Regions from separate parts of the Mus musculus genome. Here all the other regions are linked to region 1. Evidence: chromatin contacts called from public HiChIP or PLAC-seq data. All regions are on one chromosome and are shown on one strand. Each heading gives the region's core, a stretch centred on a gene start, on an enhancer-like site or on the middle of the called end of the contact. The rest is flanking DNA. Distances are from core to core; before and after follow the strand shown.

Region 1 (2,681 bases), core at 111-2,610:
TGCTGTGTGAGCATGAGGACCTGAGCTCAAATCCCTAGTGTCGTAGAAATGCTGGTAGGGTCTGGTGGCCTGCCTTTGATCCCATTACTTGGGAAGCTGACCAGCTAGCCAAACTGGCAAGCTCTCCGTTCAAGTGAGAAACCCTGCCTCAACATAGAAGGTGGAGCAATCAAAGACATGCTTGTACATATGTGCCCCAGCAAACACACAGAGAGAAAGGTCACACAGAGCACTTGTGGTGTAGTAATGACATAATACCTACCTCAGTGGGTTGTGAATAACACCCCTGTAATTAAACGCTGATTTTTCTTTTTCTCCAGTACAACATGAATGTTTCTGTTATGGGACAAAGACTTAAAAGTCACTTGGATCTCTTCATGTGAGGTTTTGTAACAGTGTCAGGTCAAGTTCTGTTTTACTGCCAAGTGTGTTATAAGACTAGAGAACTTTAACAGTGAAGGGACAGAGGCAGAAAGCCACATCTGACAACTTTCTTTAAAAAAATAACTTTGTTCTTTTCTACACTCAAGAAAATTCTTTCCAGTCGAGTTAGCTTTCCTTGGGCTTGTTTGTAATGGTAACAGGTATCTATCTGTGGATGGTAGCGTGGTTTTGATTTACTAATAGCCCTGGAGGGGTAGGGCATACTAAGTGCTTCCTTGATGATTGTGAAGTCAAACTGGAAAACTAAGCATCATAAGCAAACAACTCTATTTTATATGTCTTTGGCATTGATTTCTATTTTGTCCAGGTCCATGCATTTTCTCCCTCTTGTTCAAAGATATAAGTACAGATCTGGACCTACGGTTATAAATGGCTACCCTTGGGTCTAAAGAAACAGAAGTAGCTTCTCTGGAGGGCTGTTTGCAGATATGGGATTCATAGGAAGGCTAGAGCTTTTCATGATATAGTGATGTGCATTGTTTTACATGTCAGACCGTAAAGCTGTCATTTTGTCAGTACTGTGTGTGTCCACTTTCTTATGCTACCCTTTTTATTTTCCCTTATTTTATATAGGAGTTGAGGCAGGGGTTAGATTCAGAAGGTTTTCCAAGGGAACTTTGTATAGTAATGAGAAAGGATGTTGGCGAAAGGGAAGCGGTCTTGATTTGGCCTAGTGACATTCTAGACTGGCTTCAGTGTCCTCCTTTGTTTGCAGGTAAAAGGGTAAGGTTTGGTATGATTCAGAGCAGTGCCCTGTTATAGCAAATCTGTGGCTAGAGGAGCATTTGAAATATACAGAGTCCTTGCAGTTTTGCCGGATTGTTGTTCTGAACAAATGACCCTATTGCGTTCCCTGGTTACTCAGCACCCTGTGGACACTGGCCTAGTCATGGGCAATTGGCTGTCCAAATAGCGTGTGCGGTTTTGCAGCCTGAGCTCTTAGTGAGGATGAGGCGCAGCGCCTCCCCAGCTGACTGCTCCAGGGAGCATTACCCGGTGTGCAGCTGTTGCCTGAATCCTAAGTAGCATCCGGTGTGAGGCTGGCGCCTTCCCGCTCCCCTTCCTTTTTACTTGCTGCTCTGTGAATATCTGATCGATGGGGCTGGGTGTTGGCAGAAATCCAGAAAAGCCAGCCATGTTGTTAGATGTAGCATTTTGGCCTCTCCAATCTAAGCTTTTCTTTTTTGTCAACATTTAAGATGTAGTTTTTGCAAACAGCTGTAGAGCTGAATAGCAGGAGTTGTGCTGGTCACTGTGGCCTGTAAATGGTGAGTGATTTTCATTCTCCTCTCTACTGAAGATGAGCACATGGCAGTGTGGAGAGGATAAGCATGAAGGTAAGCAGCCCTGTGATCTGCAGTGCCTGTCTTCACCTGCCAGTCAGCAGCACACACTTGGCAAATCCTAGCTGTATGGGAGACAGGCCATCCACTCCACTGCCCTCCATACTGCTCTGCTGTAGTCTTGGTTGTTCCAGGGCTCAGCTCTCTACTTTTATGTTGCTTCCCATTTGTCAGCAGGAGAGAAACTTAAGGAGAAGGAGGAGGAGGACTGCCTCCCCCTCCATGGAAGTCTAAATCGTAACTAATGAAGCAGTATTAAATTCTGAGACCTATTACATCTCTATAACCACTCACCTCCGCTTTGTGACTGAAATCACTAAAGATCCAAATATCTACTGTATGCACATGCAAAGAAAAAATTTAACTTTAACCCTGAAATTTAAAATTGAAAAAGTAATTTCTCTAAATATCCATCTTTTTTTTTTCAACCTATTAAAACAATGTAAAGACCCCTTGGCTCCTGAGTGTGACCCACCCGTCAGATCTGATGAAGGCACTAGGCTTCCAGACCTAGCTCTACCTTCCTGTCCCTAGTGTTGTCTGAAGAGTCCCTCATGACTGCCAGTATTGATCAGCTGCTGTTCCCTGAACTCCTGTGTGTGTTCTTTGGCAACAAGGAGATAAACAGGGTATTGACCCAGAGATCTTGACACACTCCTGGATTTTTAGGGACAAATAGCAGCCCCCTTCAGAGTGCAGAGTGCTGAAAGTCCAGTGGCTGCTTCTGAATAATGACTTCCTGTCAAGTGGCTCGAAGGGTTTGATGGAGAAGAGGCTGGGTTTCAATTCTTCTGGAGTAGCATGTGCTTTGGGCAAGATGATCTGACTGGAAACTTGTGCTAATAGGAAACAGTGTGCAGGCCCTGAGAGGCGAGGCAGTGGGAAGCTCCTGCA
Region 2 (2,681 bases), core at 98-2,597, 320 kb after region 1:
GAATGCGCGCGCGCGCGCGCGCGCACACACACACACACACACACACACACACACACACACACTTTTAAAAGAATTCTTCGGATTCACAAAGAATTCGGTGAGACATTTGTAAGGCCCTTTGCATAGGAACCAGTGTGATCCAGAACTGAGAAAAACAGTGCAGCCTCCCTTATCCCCAAGTGACCAGTCCCTGGCTTCCTACCCCGGGGGAGGGGGTGGTGAAGCAGCCCTGAACGATCCAGTATGAGGAACTAGTGATGTCATGAAATCTAAACTCATGGGAGCACTGTGTGCCCAAAGCCAGATGGGATCCAGAGTGTTAGGAAAGGAGGTCCCGGGGTGATTTGGCTGAGCCACTAGGACTCTTGGCTGATCTGGAACTACAGAGGTAAGTCAGTCCCTCAACACTGAACATTTGTCCCATGCCAAACACAGTTTAGGTGCTGAAGGAACAGCGGCAAAAGAGACCCTGACCAGTCAGAACCTGCCCATGGACATCGTTCTTGGGACCTAAAATCTGAACCCAGCAGGCATAGGGGTAGGTTACTATTGGGCTGGTGTGTCCTGAGCTGCTTTTCTGATGATAGCCCTGATTATCTGGATCTGATGAGGCCTCACCGATGCATGGGTCCCTCCCAAGAAAGCCCTGCCTCAGACAGCATGGGAATTCAGTGCACATGGGAGCACACACGAAGGCCTCATTGGCTATGAAAGGATCTTGTTTCCAAGGCCAAGGATAAGGACAGCAAATAAAGGGGACCCACATGACCATCCCCCTTCCCCACACTCTGGATGGACACCAATAATTGATGCTGGCTCTCTTTCTGGCATGGCCTTACAGCTGTGTAAAGGGTGCCTACCAGGCACAAACAGAGGTACCATGCCAGGCAGAAATGTTGACACCCGTGTAAGGCACTTTTTGCCCTTCTGTGTTCATTGCCCAAAGCTCTGGGGCCTGAGAGACACCACAGTGAATGAGAGTTAGAAGTATTGCCCTTTATCAGGACAACAGACATGGGGAGGTCAGTACCTGGGTGAGGGTATATACGGGGTATGAGAAGAGATTAGGTGTGAATATAGAAAGCTACATGGAGGCCTGTATTGAACTGCATATGTGAGTTTGACCTATAGAGGTCTGTGTGCAAAGGTGAGCCTGGCTGCACTCACTATTCAGCCTTGAACAGCTGGGGAAAGGCTGTTTATGAGGCCCTCCCTGGGTGCAGCCGTGCACAGACACAATAGGCAGCTTGGTGGAAGTGGGAGCCATGGGCATCCCTGGGCTCTAGCCTGACTGCCTTGTCTCCTGTGCACTGATCTGTGGAGGGCAGCTCCCAGGAGGGAGTCCCGAGGCAAAGATCACAAACAGTGCCATGTCTGATCAATTGATAGTTGTTCCCTGGGGTTCTGTGAGAAAGGACTGGAAGGTCATGCCACAAAGTCAGCTGTCATCAATTATTGATGTCCACCCAGAGTGTGGGAAAGGGACGGTCATGTGGGTCCCATATATTTGCTGTCCTTGGCTTTGTGTATTCATGGGCAGAAGGTTCAGGATTCTGTCAAAAATATCGTTTCCTGGGCAGAGAAGACTCGGTGGGTAAGGGCATTTACCCTCAAGCTGGACCACCTAAGTTCAGTCCCCAGAATCCACATGGCATAAGGCAGACGGACTCTCTGACTCCATACAAATGCTGTGGCTACCCATATACGTAGACAGAAAGAAATGTAATGGCGATTTTTATTTTAAAGACTAGAAACCACACAGCATCCTGAAAGCAGACAGGGGCTTATGAAACAGGGCTGGGAACCTCAAAGCAGTGCTGCCCGGTCCAGGGAGCCCTTACCCTGCCTGGCACTGCTGTCATGTTGCATTTGCCAGGAATGGATCAGTAAACATGGGCTAAGGCCCTCTGCTGTACTGGGCACAGACCCACAGCTGAGTCCATCATGGCTTCTCCCCTATTCGGTAGATGTCATTCGTAGGCTATCAATAATCCACAAGATATTTTCTTGGGGAAGATTCTAAGGACAAGGATAGGAAGTTCCCTAGAAACAAAAACAGTGAAGGTCCTGAACAGAGAGGTGACTGAGTTCGAGCATCAGGCATTAATTGAAGACCCTCACTTCCATTTTGTCTGGTGGGAGCAGGCCGTTCCAGTCAGCAGACACTAGAACAGCTTCCTACACTGGATCAGCCTGTGAGTCATTGCGGGGAGGGGACTTGTTAAAATATAGGCTCTGATCCAGAAAGGATGCTGCAAGGCTAACGGATTCCCCCATTTTTAGTTTTTTTTTGGGGGGGGGGGAGAGTGCTTTGTTTTAAAATATGGTCTTATTGTGTAACCCTGGCTAGCCTGGAGCTGGCAGTGTAAACCAGGCTGACCTCAAATTCGCAGAGACCCACCTCTGCCTCCGGAGGGCTGGGATGAAGGACCTGCCATGTTTCTAACAAATTCAGAGGGTGCTTGGAGCCCCAGGCTCACCATAGGAGGAGTTGTTGCCTTCCTCCCAACAGATCAGAAACTAAGAGCAGGGCGGGGTGTGGGGAGGGATTAAGTAGGGAGTCTGGGGAGTCAGACAAGACCTGAGTTTGGAGGCTGAGAGCAAAGGAAACTCCCTACATGGAGCCAGAAATCTCGGTGCAAGGACCAGACCCTGGCCTGGCTTTCCAAGATAACCTCACC
Region 3 (2,681 bases), core at 136-2,635, 290 kb after region 1:
CCACCTGAGAAGAGAGGGCTTCCTAGTAAAGGTGACAGAGTGAGGGTTGGACTCACTCCCTGGTACGGTTGAATTTGGTAGTGAGGCCTGGGCTGTGGGTATACTGGCCACTCAGAGTAATAGAATGGAAGAACTCTCCACAATATGCCCTGGGAATATCTGTGTTTAGAGGTCATGCTGTTGAGGAAGAATTCTCAGCTAAGATCAAGAAAAAGCCAAGATTGAAGATCAGAGATCTAAAAACAGACTGTTTCAAAAAGATAGGGGTTGCTTAGCTTGGTCAGATCATTTGAAAGGTCAGAAATGATGAAGTCTGCAAAGAAATTATGAAAATGGCAATGAAGAGGTCCTGAGTGACCTTGTGAGGTAACAGTGACTGTAGGAACTGGTCCATTGGACAGGGAGAGTGGGATGGAGGGAGTGGGCACTTGCAGAAAGCTCTGGATGAGGGGAGAAAGGTGGGCAGGCCGGGTTAAGATCTGGATGGTGGTGATGGGCAGTAGCCAGAAAGGCAGTGTAGAAGGTAAGTGACAGAAGCAGGTATCTACGGTGACCTAAAGGAGAGAGTGTATGCCTTGTGGGTTTCTTTTTCCCTTTAAAATGGATGAAGAGAGCCAGGTGTGGTGGCACACACCTTTAATCCCAGCACTTGGGAGGCAGAGGCAGGTGGATTTCTGAGTTCGAGGACAGCCAGGGCTACAGAGAAACCCTGTCTCAAAAAAAACAAAAAAAAACAAAAAAAATGGATGGAGAGGAAAGAAATAACCATGGATGCCAATCTAAGTGGGTGTTCAGTCTAAGCAAAGTAGAGGGCCTCTCAGTGACATTGCCCGCAGTGTGTTGGGTAAAGGAGCTTGAGAATTGGGGGTCTCCGATGGAAAACTGCCATTTGAACATGACCTGTAGGACATCTAGTTACTTATAGTCCATGCAAGAGATTTGCTAGCCTTGGGCACTTGCTACATAGATCATACACACATTGATTTCCTACTACAAAAATAGGCTGAAACCTAGCTCCGTGTTCCTTCAAGGCAGGTATAGCTTTTGAAGCCAGAGAATACACTGGCTGGGCTTGGGTAAGAAAACAGTCGTCTTGCCTCCCTTTGGCTAAGACCACTCTCCACATGAGCTAGCAAGCACCAGAAGGATCAGAACCATTCAGAAAAATCTCAGAGCATGCCTCTTGCTTGGTGAGGAACAGTCCAAGCTCCTTCCAGATCTGTCACATTTCCTGTGTGAAGCTCGGGGAAGAGAGAGTTAACTCTCCCTCAGGCCTCCAGCCTGGGGTTTTCCTGGGAAGATGAACAGTCTGCTTTCCTTATTGTCTGCACCAAAGGAACAGATTGCGTCAGTTTGTAAACTGTGTTACCGCTTGCAAAGGCCTGGAGTCAGCAGGTTTCCATTTCCCAGCAGACTCCAACGATGCTGATCGCCTTGGCTTCTGCTTCTCTGCCTCAGGCAGGATGGAAAATGTGTTCCCACCCTCTCATCATCCTCACCATAGAGGTGGGGGAGAAGGAGGTCCTTCTAGCCCAGTCCTCTCTCTTGTTACCCAGGCTTTCCCTGTGTTTCCAGTAGCTTCTTGGCCTTAGTTTCTATTCTGCCACCCTGTCTGGACTTCTGGGCATTCCTAGGGCTTTGGCATGGCTCAGTGCTAAGATGTCAGAAAATAAATTATTTGGAAAAGCAATTATTGATATGAGTTAGTCATGAAAGATCATGTGGTATAGAGGTGGCAGGGCATCTCAAGGAGGTATTGATGAGAACGGAGCCACACTGTGCCAGCCGAGTATGAAAGAGCTTGCTGCTGCCCGCCTCAAGCCTGCCCACTCCCCACTGCACTGCACTGATGGTAATGAGACCCAGGAGGCCTTTCATAGGCACAGCCTCCCAGCTCCCAGAGCATTGAATTATTAATTACATTGTGTTAATGTTCATCGTCTCTGAAAGACGTTGGTATGTGTGTGGCCGCGAGGGGAGGCTTGAGTTGGCCGTGTTAAGCTGCTACTATATTAAGGTGAAGTGTCTCCTCGAGTTCTCACTCTAGCCGTGGTAGCCTCACCACAGCTTTGATGCAGCATCAGTGACGGTGGAAAACCCAAATCCACGGCATGAGCCCTCTCTTCGCCAGCGAGGATCTCAGTTATGCTCTGCTTGCCCTGCAATTCCACTCACATTCTCACAAAAGGCAAAATGAGTGGGTTGCAGTCTTTGACTGTCTGCTGTTGCTATAACAGAATAAATGACACTGGTTAGTTTGAGGTTTGTTTGTTTATCAGTTTAGGGTGTTTTGTTGTGGGTTGTTTTGGTTTGTTTGTTTAGGGTATTTTTACTTTGGTTGGTGCTTTGGTTTTTGGTTTGTTTTTAATTAGTTTATTTGGGCTCACAGTTTGGGAAGCCGGAGAGGATGCATTGTCACCAGCACTGACGTCGTCGTGGTGGATGGCATTCTGTCTGGAGCACCTGTGAAAGAAAAGCAGTTTATGATAAACAGACAGAAAATAAGAAGTGGGGAGGGAGTGGGCTGACTCTTCTGTAACAAGCTGGCCCTTCCAAAGAGGGATATCTTCCACCAGGTCCCATCTTTTGTTTGATTGGTTGGTTGGTTGGTTGGTTGGTTGGTTGGCTGAGTGGTTGGTTGGTTGGTTGGCTGAGTGGTTGGTTTGGTGATAGTGGTAATT

What was found. HiChIP or PLAC-seq counts read pairs in DNA pulled down with a chosen protein or histone mark.
Region 2: a contact with region 1 is called in an H3K27ac HiChIP or PLAC-seq map of hepatocytes, with 6 times the contacts expected there. The contact joins two enhancer-like sites. A contact is called at or near these places in 1 of 15 datasets of contacts at CTCF or cohesin (the NIH/3T3 cell line), 5 of 484 Hi-C or Micro-C datasets (the AML12 cell line, the G1E-ER4 cell line, bone marrow-derived macrophages and 2 more), 6 of 115 datasets of contacts at active chromatin or transcription factors (astrocytes, embryonic basal ganglia, hepatocytes and 3 more) and 2 of 9 other capture datasets (adipose tissue and liver).
Region 3: a contact with region 1 is called in an H3K4me3 HiChIP or PLAC-seq map of embryonic basal ganglia, with 2.3 times the contacts expected there. The contact joins two enhancer-like sites. A contact is called at or near these places in 9 of 115 datasets of contacts at active chromatin or transcription factors (T-cell acute lymphoblastic leukemia, bone marrow-derived dendritic cells, differentiating embryonic stem cells and 5 more) and 3 of 9 other capture datasets (adipose tissue, embryonic stem cells and liver).

Annotation. Positions count from the first base shown.
Region 1 is chr6:28,571,746-28,574,426 of GRCm38.p6, forward strand. The region is part of intron 10 of Snd1 (staphylococcal nuclease and tudor domain containing 1); the gene reads left to right. Among named protein-coding and RNA genes, the nearest start is that of Snd1, 93 kb to the left of the region's middle. Within about 2 kb of position 1,361, at least 71 of the 459 cell types and tissues checked have an H3K27ac peak or open chromatin away from gene starts, as enhancers often do. A contact at or near this core is called in adipose tissue, embryonic basal ganglia, hepatocytes and 1 more, where this site is marked.
Region 2 is chr6:28,895,659-28,898,339 of GRCm38.p6, forward strand. It overlaps a transcript of Snd1 not described here. Among named protein-coding and RNA genes, the nearest start is that of Lrrc4, 65 kb to the left of the region's middle. Within about 2 kb of position 1,348, at least 16 of the 459 cell types and tissues checked have an H3K27ac peak or open chromatin away from gene starts, as enhancers often do. A contact at or near this core is called in adipose tissue, hepatocytes and liver, where this site is marked.
Region 3 is chr6:28,863,461-28,866,141 of GRCm38.p6, forward strand. The region is part of intron 16 of Snd1 (staphylococcal nuclease and tudor domain containing 1); the gene reads left to right. Among named protein-coding and RNA genes, the nearest start is that of Lrrc4, 33 kb to the left of the region's middle. Within about 2 kb of position 1,386, at least 79 of the 459 cell types and tissues checked have an H3K27ac peak or open chromatin away from gene starts, as enhancers often do. A contact at or near this core is called in adipose tissue and embryonic basal ganglia, where this site is marked.